3 separate regions of the Mus musculus genome follow, and regions 1 and 3 are each linked to region 2. Evidence: chromatin contacts called from public HiChIP or PLAC-seq data. All regions are on one chromosome and are shown on one strand. Each heading gives the region's core, a stretch centred on a gene start, on an enhancer-like site or on the middle of the called end of the contact. The rest is flanking DNA. Distances are from core to core; before and after follow the strand shown.

Evidence for each region. HiChIP or PLAC-seq counts read pairs in DNA pulled down with a chosen protein or histone mark.
Region 1: an H3K27ac HiChIP or PLAC-seq map of embryonic stem cells shows a contact between it and region 2, with 2.4 times the contacts expected there. The contact joins two enhancer-like sites. A contact is called at or near these places in 12 of 39 promoter capture datasets (the 3T3-L1 cell line, the C10 cell line, embryonic stem cells and 7 more), 1 of 15 datasets of contacts at CTCF or cohesin (large pre-B cells), 8 of 484 Hi-C or Micro-C datasets (CD8 T cells, the G1E-ER4 cell line, Th2 cells and 4 more), 6 of 115 datasets of contacts at active chromatin or transcription factors (the 230-238 cell line, embryonic forebrain, embryonic stem cells and 2 more) and 3 of 9 other capture datasets (adipose tissue, embryonic stem cells and liver).
Region 3: a contact with region 2 is called in an HNF4G HiChIP or PLAC-seq map of pancreatic cancer cells. The contact joins the promoter of Wdr26 here to the enhancer-like site in region 2. A contact is called at or near these places in 3 of 484 Hi-C or Micro-C datasets (brown adipocytes and embryonic stem cells), 4 of 115 datasets of contacts at active chromatin or transcription factors (the 230-238 cell line, embryonic stem cells, microglia and 1 more) and 2 of 9 other capture datasets (adipose tissue and embryonic stem cells).

What each region holds. Positions count from the first base shown.
Region 1 is chr1:181,162,143-181,165,716 of GRCm38.p6, forward strand. Cnih4 (cornichon family AMPA receptor auxiliary protein 4) reads left to right here. Exons shown (of 5, transcript NM_030131.3): 4 at 1-73. Among named protein-coding and RNA genes, the nearest start is that of Cnih4, 13 kb to the left of the region's middle. Within about 2 kb of position 1,754, at least 5 of the 459 cell types and tissues checked have an H3K27ac peak or open chromatin away from gene starts, as enhancers often do. A contact at or near this core is called in embryonic stem cells, where this site is marked.
Region 2 is chr1:180,979,398-180,983,051 of GRCm38.p6, forward strand. No RefSeq gene overlaps it. Among named protein-coding and RNA genes, the nearest start is that of Ephx1, 36 kb to the right of the region's middle. Within about 2 kb of position 1,289, at least 24 of the 459 cell types and tissues checked have an H3K27ac peak or open chromatin away from gene starts, as enhancers often do. A contact at or near this core is called in embryonic stem cells and pancreatic cancer cells, where this site is marked.
Region 3 is chr1:181,210,036-181,213,332 of GRCm38.p6, forward strand. It overlaps Wdr26 (WD repeat domain 26), which reads right to left and starts at 1,943. Exons shown (of 14, transcript NM_145514.5): 1 at 1,041-1,943. The coding sequence starts at 1,402. It overlaps Gm38664, which reads left to right and starts at 1,401. Exons shown (of 6, transcript XM_011238899.2): 1 at 1,401-1,464; 2 at 1,775-2,011. The coding sequence starts at 1,401.

The DNA of each region.
Region 1 (3,574 bases), core at 504-3,003, 180 kb after region 2:
TAAAGTCACACATGAAAGAAGCCATGATCAAGCTTGGTTTCTACCTGCTCTGTTTCTTCATGTATCTCTATAGGTAAGTTTAGAATAGCTTTCATTCTGAATACCATGCCTGCCTTTGTTTTGTGAGGTATTACTGTACTGGAGAATTTTGAATTAACATTGTAACACTTTTGGAAATTATGTGAATTTATTGTAGCTGTGTTCATTTTTTATGTCATTAAATTAGTGTTCGATCTAACTGTCTTAGTTAGGGTTTTACTGCTGTGAACAGACACCCTGACCAATGCAAGTCTTAGAAAAGACAACATTTAATTGGGGCTGGCTTACAAGTTGAGAGGTTCAGTCCATTATCATCAAGGCAGGGACATGGCAGCATCCAGGCAGGCATGGTGCAGGAGGAGCTGAGAGTTCTACACCTTCATCTGAAGGCTCCTCATGGAAGACTGACTTCCAGGAAGCTAGGACAAGGGTAGTAAAGCCCACACCGAGTCCAACAAGGCCACATCTAACAATGCCAGTCCTTGGGCCAAGCATATTCAAACCACCACACTATATCTTGGGTATTCTAAGTTTCTGGGCTAATATCCACTTATCAGTGAGTACATATCATTTGAGTTCTTTTGTGATTGGGTTACCTCACTCAGGATAATGCCCTCCAGGTCCAACCATTTGCCTAGGAATTTCATAAATTCATTCTTTTTATTTTTTTATTTTTTTGTTTTTTTGTTTTTTGAGACAGGGTTTCTCTGTATAGCCCTGGCTGTCCTGGAACTCACTTTGTAGACCAGGCTGGCCTCGAACTCAGAAATCCACCTGCCTCTGCCTCCCGAGTGCTGGGATTAAAGGCGTGCGCCACCACGCCCGGCAATTCATTCTTTTTAATAGCTGAGTAGTACTCCATTGTGTACCACCTATTTCTTAGCTGTTGAGGTGATTGATATACTTAAAACTGCCATTGGTCTTCTTTACTCATAGAGTCTAGCTGAGAGGTTTCACTGTTCTGTTTCAAAAAGCCAGAAGGAAAAATATGTACATGCATACATATGTATGTACACAGACAGACAGACAGACAGACAGACAGACAGACAGACAGACAGAGAGAAGGGGATGTCCTAGAACTTGAGTTACAGTTATGAGCTGCCATACAAGTGCTGGGAACTGAAACTTGGTCCTCCTCAAGGACAAGAAGTGCTCTTAAGCACTGAGCTATGTCTCCACCCCAAGATACTGGTTTGTAAAGCATTATTTTAGCCAGGCATAGTGGTTTACATCTTTAATCTCAGCATTTGAGAGGCTGAGAATCACAAATTAGTGCCATCCAGGACTACTTAGTAAGATCCATGGTTCCCAAGTTACAGCAAGATCCTATCTCAAAAATAAGAAAACAAGAGAGACAGAGAGAGAGCGTAGCACTTTAGGGGCAGGGCTAGGGTGTGGTCCTTACTGCTACCAGTGGGCAGCCTGAGGCACTGTTTAGTCTGGGCTGCTGTACCCTGTGGGGTGCATCCTCCCCTTTTCTATCCTCGTTTGCCTTTGTCGGCTTCTTGTTTTGGGTACATCGTGGTTACCTTACCCCCTGAATGTGATCCGTAGTTGAAATGGTTGGGGTGGATGCTTTTGTTTAAAAAAGATTTTATCACCAGATTGTCAGCTTTTATTTCAGGGGTTTTCCATTTCTCTCACACCTGCTCCAGTACCTTTCACTCAGCTTGCATTCAGGGAATCCTTAAATGGAAGTAAAGTTTTGGGGAAATGCTCCCATTGTTTTAGAGAAGGGTGGAGCGCATGCCTTGGATCTGATGGCCACGTTGCTCACCCAGTGGGATCTGGGCTCTACTACCTATTGTGAGATTTAGGGTGCACTTCTTACTTAGCCTCTCTGTACCTTGGGTTTTCATCTGATCATGGGCTCTCACTAAAACTTACCTCATGGGATTGCAGCAAGAACTAAGTGCTATGAAGTGCTTGAGTTTATCATCTATAGTAAACTCAAAATCTTCAAATTATCAGCGACAGCATTTAACCTGCACTGTACACTGTGTGTTTAATGAGCCTGACTGGTTATTCTGTTGGTAACTGAGTAAGGCTGAGTTTTGTCCATGCGCTGGAGTCATTTGTTAGTCAAGGTTGATCTTGATCAGATGATCAAGAACAAGGTTGATCCTTGCACATAAGATATATTTCTCTTTTTTGTTTATTTTCATTGTTTTTCAAGACAAGGTTTCAGTGTGTAGTCCTGGGTATCCTGGAACCCACTTTCAGGCTGGCCTTAAACTCATAGAGATCCACCTGCCTCTGCCTCCCAGGTGCTGGGATTGAAGGTATGCGCCACCATGCCTGGCTGTGTCTCATTTGTAAAAAATTATTTATTTTTATTTTTTATGTGCATTGGTGGTGTTCTTGTGTATGTGTCTGTGCAAGGGTGTTGAATCCCCTGGAACTGGAGTTATAGACAGTTGAGAGCTACCTTGTGGGTGCTAAGAATTGAACCCGAGTCCTCTGAAAGAGCAGCAGATGGTCTTAACCAGAGCCATCTCTCCAGGCCCTTTTGTTTTGTTTTATGTTTTTTGTTTTTCGAAACAGGGTTTCTCTGTGTAGCCCTGGCAGTCCTGGAACTCACTCTGTAGATCAGGCTGGCCTCGAACTCAGAAATCTGCCTGCCTCTGCCTCCCAAGTTCTAGGATTAAAGGCGTGCGCCACCATGCCCGGTTTTTTTCTTTTTCTTTTCTTTCTTTTCCTTCCTTCCTTCCTTGGTTTTGGTTTTGGTTTTGGTTTTGGTTTTGGTTTTGGTTTTTCCAGACAGGGTTTCCTGGAACTCACTCTGTAGACCAGGCTGGCCTCGAACTCAGAAATCCGCCTGCCTCTGCCTCCCAAGTTCTAGGATTAAAGGGGTGCGCCACCACCCCCCCAGCTTTTTTTTTTTTTTCTTTTTCTTTAAAAAAAAATTTTTTTTATGTGAATATACTGAAACTGTTTTCAGATAACACCAGAAGAGAGCATCAGATCCCATTAGAGATGGTTGTGAGCCACCATGTAGTTGCTGGGAATTGAACTCGGACCTCTGGAAGAACAGCCAGTGTTCTTAACTGCTGAGCCATCTCTCCAGCCCCCTTTATTTCATTTTTAACTGAGGTGATTTTTCTTGAGTATTTCCTGTCCTGATGTCACCTCAAGTGACAAGAAGGAGCAGTATCAATCCCGAAGTATTCAGCTTGGCAGTTGTAGTCTGTGGTAGTACAGAGAATGAGGGAGAAGACGCCTGGGTCTTATCCTCACAGCTCACAGACCAAGAACCGCTTGTACGCTAGGCCACATAGGAGCAGGATGGGCTGTGGAAGGAGACCTCACAACTGCACTGAGTTAAGGTCAGCTACCCAAAGAAGGTGCTTCAGAGGCCAGGCCAGCCATGAGTCACCATTAGTATTATTATTTATACCGAGTCTCTCTTAAACTCACAGAGATCTGCAAGCCTCTGCCTCCTGAGTGCTGAGAAAAGGGCATGTGCCTACTTTTTTTTGATTTTTCGAGACAGGGTTTCTCTGTGTAGCTCTGGCTGTTCTGGAACTCACTCTGT
Region 2 (3,654 bases), core at 39-2,538:
ACCTAGTGGGGAAACCCCCACTCAATTTCCGTTCGGCGCGCACCCAAGAATCACGAACAGACGACCATCTTGATGTAAAAGCATGAGGTAGTTTAATGACGGAGCTCCGGGCTGACACTGCTAGGACATCCATGCTTCTCATGCCGGGGCAGAGACTGAAGGTGCTGCAGGCATTGGTGCCAGGAGCGTGCCAAGTCCTTGCCAGGCACCCAGTGGGGTTCATGGATCCTGCTGAGTAAGCAGACTCAGGGCGAGGACTTGTCCAGGCTCTTGGTGACCTCCCCAAAGGAATGGTTTTGCCACCTGTCCTTGATCTGTGATCCTGTGACCTGCTCAGGCCTCTGCACAAGTCAAACTCGACTTGCATTTAAATGGCTTTTTGTCGTGTCCGGCCAGCAGATCACAGGTCTGGGTTCGAGCCTGGAAAGGCATTTTGGAAACCTGGAAGAGAAGAGGGACTAGGCGACGAGAGAAAGAAATGTAGCTAAGTCAAAGCAGATTCTGATCAAAGCTCAATTTTTTATTTCCGACACTCAGTTATGAAGGAGGGGGAGGGACCCGATTCCCGCCAAAGAATCTTGGAGTAAGGTTGCAAGTGAACACGTGATGGCTTCGGAACAGCAAAGCGGGCTCCAGCAGTGGGTGTGGCAGAACGATTGAGCGGCTAGCTCCATCCAGGTGTAAATAGTGGAACCATTAAGGCTGGGGGAGGGGAGGCTACAGCTTTTCTCTATGCCTCGGTCCCTTCGCCCACCCGGTAGACGCTTGCTCACTAGCTCTTCAGGGCCCAAGGTGCACATTCGGGGTCATTTTCCCTCTAGACAAAGCAGATGCTTTCTCTGGCACAGGCCTCTGTACACATCGTTAGGGCTTGTTCATCTCACACCCGTTTCTTCAAAGCTATCCAGCTGTTGTGGGTGCTGAGCTGAGAGCAGTGACAGAACAGTGTTCCTGTCCTGTTTCACTCTCTCTTCCTGCCCACAGCTCTGAGATTGGTGCTTTCTATGTCACCAAACAGGGAAAGAAGGCACAGCCCTGGGACTGGGGGTCAGAGCAAAAGCCTGCGCCAGGCTTAGGAACAGGACTCAAACTCTGTGCGTGGTGCAGCTTCTAGAACCACAGAGAAGGGATGGCTCCCAGCCTTTCCCTCATCTCTCTCCAACTGGCCCTGCAATCCTAACCTACAAGTCTGTACAGGGCCTGGGGGAGAGGCTCTGCTCTTCTGCAATGAAGGTTGCTCACTGTCCTGGAGATTCCCTGACTGTAGGGGGAGCTGCTGAGTTTTGAATCCTCTGTGTCACTAACCTGAACCAGACACTTGTCCTGTAGGTATCTCCACCTCTCTGTTCTCCACACAGGGTGCCCCTGGTGACAGGTAGGGTGGCAGCCTCAAGTGTGGTCCTGAGTAGAGAGGTACGGAGGCACCCACATGGCAAGATAGTTTAAGTTACATGAGCTAGCTGGGAGACTGCCCCAGCCAAAGGCCTAAGCTTTAAACTGTAAGAGAAGTCTCATGTAATTCTTAATATCAGAGGCTGGGTTTGTGTAGGGGCCGTGGGAACTTGGGGAGCAAGCGCCCTGGCTGCAGGGCAGGTTCATGCAGTTCACTCAGCCTGAAGCTCAACACATAGCAGAACCTGTTTCCAGAAGGTGAGACTATGTCCCCTCAGCTCCTGTCACGGTCCCCAGTGCCTGCACTACAGCCAGCACAGACAGCCACTGTCATTTCAGACCCAGCTCTCAGGTCCTGGAAGCAACCAAGAACAGCTCTGCATGACATCATCAGGAGAGTAGCAAGTAGGAGCATCAGGAAAGATGGCCAACCTGCCCAGGGAACTAGAAAATCAGCCCCTACCTGGCTGCTGCAGGGAGAGACCGAAACACTGCTGTTGTTTTTCTTGGGGACACAAACCAGGCCTTTCCCCTTTCCTGGGCATAATTATCCCAGCATGCTCTGCTGTGCACCATGGCTCAGTGCTGGCACCTTGAGCCTTCTTGAAGCAGCAGGCCCATGGGGCTCTGTACACAATAGCATCCAGAGCCCTTGGGAGAGTCAGGACAGACTGAGCACGAGTCCCCACCCCTCTCCCTTTGTACACTGCACAGTCCCAATGACTCAGCTAATCTGCTGTGTGCACATGGCAGTCACACTCTGGACTTCAGACAGCAAACTGAACCGCAGTGACCCAGAGACCAGATACAGAGATCATTGCTGAAGCCCCATCTAAAGAAAGGGCATCCAGGGTGTGAGGATGGCCCATGCCAGCTTTGCCCAGTGGTCTCCTTTTGTGTGGAGCTTTGGTTATGTGTGGGAAAACTGCAACCTGAAACTTCAGAAATCATTTATCATTTAAAACTGTGTGCCATTCAGAATGTCACGATAGCATGTCCTGCCCTCCCCCGCCCCCCACATCATAAGCTACTCCTTAGTCCACTGCGTCAAACTGTATATACTAGGTGCCTGTTAGTCACCTAGCAGTGCTCAGCTGTGAGGCAATTATCACAGTACCTCAGAGCTGTGTCTAAGCCTGACTCCATTTAATAATAGACCCAAAGCTCAGGTCCAGCGCTGCCAGCAACACTGTACAGAAGAGAGTGCTAACACTCAACGGAATCATTAGTTGTTACTAATGTCTCCCTAAGTCTCATCATGAGTAGCTTCATCGTGAGTGTGCATACATGGTTCAACATAGTATATTCTAATACTCTCCTCAGTTTGAGGCTGCCATGGGGTGATGTTTCTTGGAAAGTACCATCTTCAATAAGCCCCAGTGAAGCTAGAGTGGAGGGCAAGGTAACAGATCTAGTGTGAAAACTCAATTTCTTCTCTATGTTCTAATTAAGATGAGAATATTAGTACTTCACTCAAGGACGGGCCCTTGAGACTCATGATCTCAGACTACAGAGCAGGTTTGACTATAGTGTGTTAGTTCAGCAACCTCCACTCCTTATTTTACAGCAGGTAGTAAGCGGTATTCTAGATTATCTTGGAAGAGGAGCCAGTGTTGACCTGCTGGAGGCTGGGTCTCAAAGGTGTGATAGTCAGCAATGCATGCAGATTCATGAAGAAGCTGTAATTTATGGAACTGAATATTCTTTAACAGCCCAGGAAACAACAGTCAAAACTGACAAGGGATCTTTATACACTGTGGACTGAAATGTGAACTAATGCAGCCACCATGGAAGTCAGTATGAAGAAAATTTCCTCAAAAAAAACTAAAATATGACTTAGCCAAATCATTGGATATAAGCATAGAGAAACATTAGTTTTTTTTGGCTGTCACAGAGACAGCCAAGGCTACACAGAGAAAGCCTGTCTAAACAAAGAGCAGGGGGGAGGAAGAAGAGGAAGAGAAGAAGAGGGAGAAGAAGATGAGGAGGAGGAAGAGGAGGAGGAGGAGCTATTAGTGGAAGGCACCAGAAGGGGAAAGAAGTGTGGGAGTGGCCACCTTTAAGCCCAGTCTGGATCCTACAGCAACAGCAGAAAAGGTCGTTCCAGATGATAAAAATTCACAAAGGCCTGAGAAATTAGAATGGCAGCCCATAGAGATGCAATATTCTGAGTTAAGAATCTGGATTCTCCTTAAAGATGCTTTAGAACAATGTCATATAATAGATTATATGTTTCATTTTATAGACTTTGGAGAATTAAGA
Region 3 (3,297 bases), core at 693-3,192, 230 kb after region 2:
AAATGCAGATCTGCCCCTTTCCCAACCAATGCACGGGTGCGCTCTCTCTCTCTCTCTCTCTCTCTCTCTCTCCACACACACACACACACACACACACACACACACACAAAGCAAAACCAAACAAAACCAAAATCCCTGGTCTGGTTGCCTTCAAATTCGCCTTGACTCTAAGAAACTGTTGCTTGTTTACTGTCAGCTCCTGGCTCTGCCACCTTCACTCAGCTCCAGGACACTCCCACCAACCCTACCTCAACTCCCTCAGCTTTTCTTTCCTGTGTGTTCAAAACAGATGCGTTTTGGTTGGACCCGCTGTCTACCTTCACCCTACATTAATGACCACCCAAACTGTATTTGAAAACCAATGATTCACCAGACCTGACATCACATTTTCAAAAGAAAACCTTCTGGGTTTTGAAGTGGGATTTTACTAGTGCTAGGCCTCTAGTGTGTACACACACACACACACACACACACACACACACACACACACACGGCCTCTGTCTGCATGACTTCCACTGGGTATCTGACTTCATTATTCCCATCAGATTTACTCGACAGCCTCTTTCCAAATTATGCCAGCCCCTTAGTTCCCATAAACACTTGTAGGCGACTGTCCTTCCTGATTGGTAGTTTGCCTGGGCTGCTGTCGGTCAGGGGTGGGGGTGGGGAGGTGTCCCACAAAGATGCCTCTGAGACACACTTGAAAAACAAATCCTCCAAGGTTCATTATTTCCACCGCTCTGATCCACCCCTCCCCCAGCATAAACAACCTCGGTGTCCGCCTTCCCGGACAGACAATCCTGCTCTGGAGGTGCGCGGGGAGGGGTCGCCCTGGGTTTCCACTACCCCTCCCCAGCCCAGGCGGCTCGGCTGGCCTTAAGACATCGGGCCGATTCCCTTTCCTAGACCTCCCCTCCACCGCCCCCCCCCCCAGGGCTGTCTGTCCCCGGCCTCCTGCGCACTGGGCCCCGGGGTCCCCGCAACCCACCCGGCCGCTCGGCCCCGGCCTGGCCCTCACCAGTTGTAGGACGGACACTTACTTGAGCCCTAGGCCATTGAGGTGCTGTCCTATGAGCCTAATGACATCCTCATCGGACTGCGAGAGCCGCTTCTTCTTCTTGAGGCTGCTGCCCAGCTCGGGGGTGGCCTGGGCGGCGGCGGCGGTGGCGGAGGCCGCGGCGGCCCCGCCGGGAACCCCGTTATTGACACTCAGGCTGTTGCTATTGTTGCCAGCGGCGGAGGGGGCGGCAGGCAGGAGCCCGTTGGCGTGGGCCAGGTCCCCCGCGGACGTCGCCGAAGGGGACGACTCCCCGTTCTGCGCCGACAGGCAGGCGAGCTCCGGGGTCTGGCCCTGGCCCCCGCCGCCCCCGCCGCCGCCTCCTCCCGCCCCGTTGGCCTGCATGGTGCCGCCGCTGACCAGGCTGTGGCCGCTGCTCCGCTGCGGGGCGGCGGGGGCGGCCGGAGGCAGTCCCACCACCACCACCACGGAGGAGGAGGAGGAGGAGGCGGCCGGCGAGGGCGAGGGCGGGGGGGGGAGGCCTGCTCGGCCCGCCGAGGCCCCGGGCTCTCCTGCTCCCTCCGCCGCCGAGGCTCGGGGCTTCTTTCGCGGGGGCGGGGAGGCTCCGCCGGCGTCCGAGTCGGAGGAGGAGGAAGCGGAGGCCAGAGTTTCCTCGCCGAGAGAGGCCGTGGTGGGAGGCCGGCGGGGCGCGGCGGGGGTCGGCGGGGCGGGAGGAGGGGGAGAAGGAGGACCGGGCCCTTCCCCCCCCCTCCGGAGGCGCTCGCGGCGCGGCCCGGGGGCTCGCGGGCACTGGGGGGGGCGCGGGCCCGAAGCTGGGAGCCCGGACGGCGGCGGCGGAGGCGGCGGCGGAGGCAGCGGCCGCCTCGGTGCTGGGTCCGCGCCGCTCCGCTCCCTGGTGTGTTGATTCTTCCCCCAGCTGCTGTCTAATGGAGTCCGGGCGCTGGCGTCACAGGAAATGCCTATACTGCCCTCCTCGCTCACTTCCGGCAGCAGGTATGGAACCTATAGGGGGCTGTCACCCGGCACGTGTGTGTCCGGCGGCCGGGGTGAGGCCGTGGGGTGAAGGCGAGGGCGGCCGGGGGTGGGGGTCCGGCCCCGGCGGGGAGGCGCGACTCAGCACGACCTGGCCCGCCTGTGCGAGGCCGCCCTGGCTCCCCGGGTCAGGCGTGCGAGCTCGGCCTGCAGTAAGTTCGCAGCCTCGCTCCGGGGCCCTGCAGGGTGGGAGGCGGAGATCACGTCCTCGCCCTGCACCCTGAGTGACCCAGAAAGGAGCGAGCGGCCGGCGTGGAGGGGGCCGCAGACGCACTGGCACGGGCCAGGGTGGGGCCGCCGGCGGCCTGGTTTTGCAGCTTGTGACTTCGAGCACAAGGGTGTGCTAGGCCCCTGGCCACCGGCTTCTTGCTCTGCACTCAGGATTTAACCACTGCCTCGGTTTAGGGTGGAAACACTTGAACTTGCACAGCCAAGCACCACACACAGTTGTATCCGTGTCAGTCCAGGACAAGGGAGATGACAGCAGAGCTGAGTGTGCTCCACCCTGGGAAGGCGAAGTCGGCCGTAAACTGCCTTCCCTCTGGGAGGAAAAACAACAACTCGTGGGGGCAAGACGTTTCAAAGGCTGAGGGTGTGTAGAGGCGCTTTGCTTTGGAGTTTTACTAGGTTTGTTTTGTCTTTCTTTTAAGTGCTCGCTCAGATGTCTTGTTCCTGGTTCCTGTACCTCTGACCGAGGGGTGGGATTGGGGCACCGTTTCAGATTCTGGTTTGAAATTTTCAAGTGGCCGGAGTTTCACTGTCCCAGCGCTTTAAACGGCTTTCTTGAGTGGAGAAACACAGCAGCAGAGAACTGAGTAACTATGTTACTCTGTGGCAAATGGTCCATGGGGCCCTAGTCAGTTTCATGGACTTGGGTCGTAGCATGTAGACCTGGTGTGGACAGATATTTTTCCTGACGTGACTTCCATTTGGGAGGAAAACAACAACAAAAAGACCAAACAAACAGACCCAACAGCCTTAAGCAATACATCTTATGTCTCTGAAATTTACAACACTCACAGCTCAGTAATTTTTAGGTCTTTGGGGACAGCCTTTTTTAAATTTAGAAGTGTAATAAAAATTAGCCTATGATTTGTCAAGAATCCTGAGCTCTCTTCATCTTGAGACTGGGAAGAGAGACAGAGACCAGGGCAGTCTTACAGAGATCTAGCATTGTGGCTGTCATGCTTTAAATATGCTTTCAGGTGTCAGCTGTAATTGCAAAGTGACTCACATACGGTGTTTGT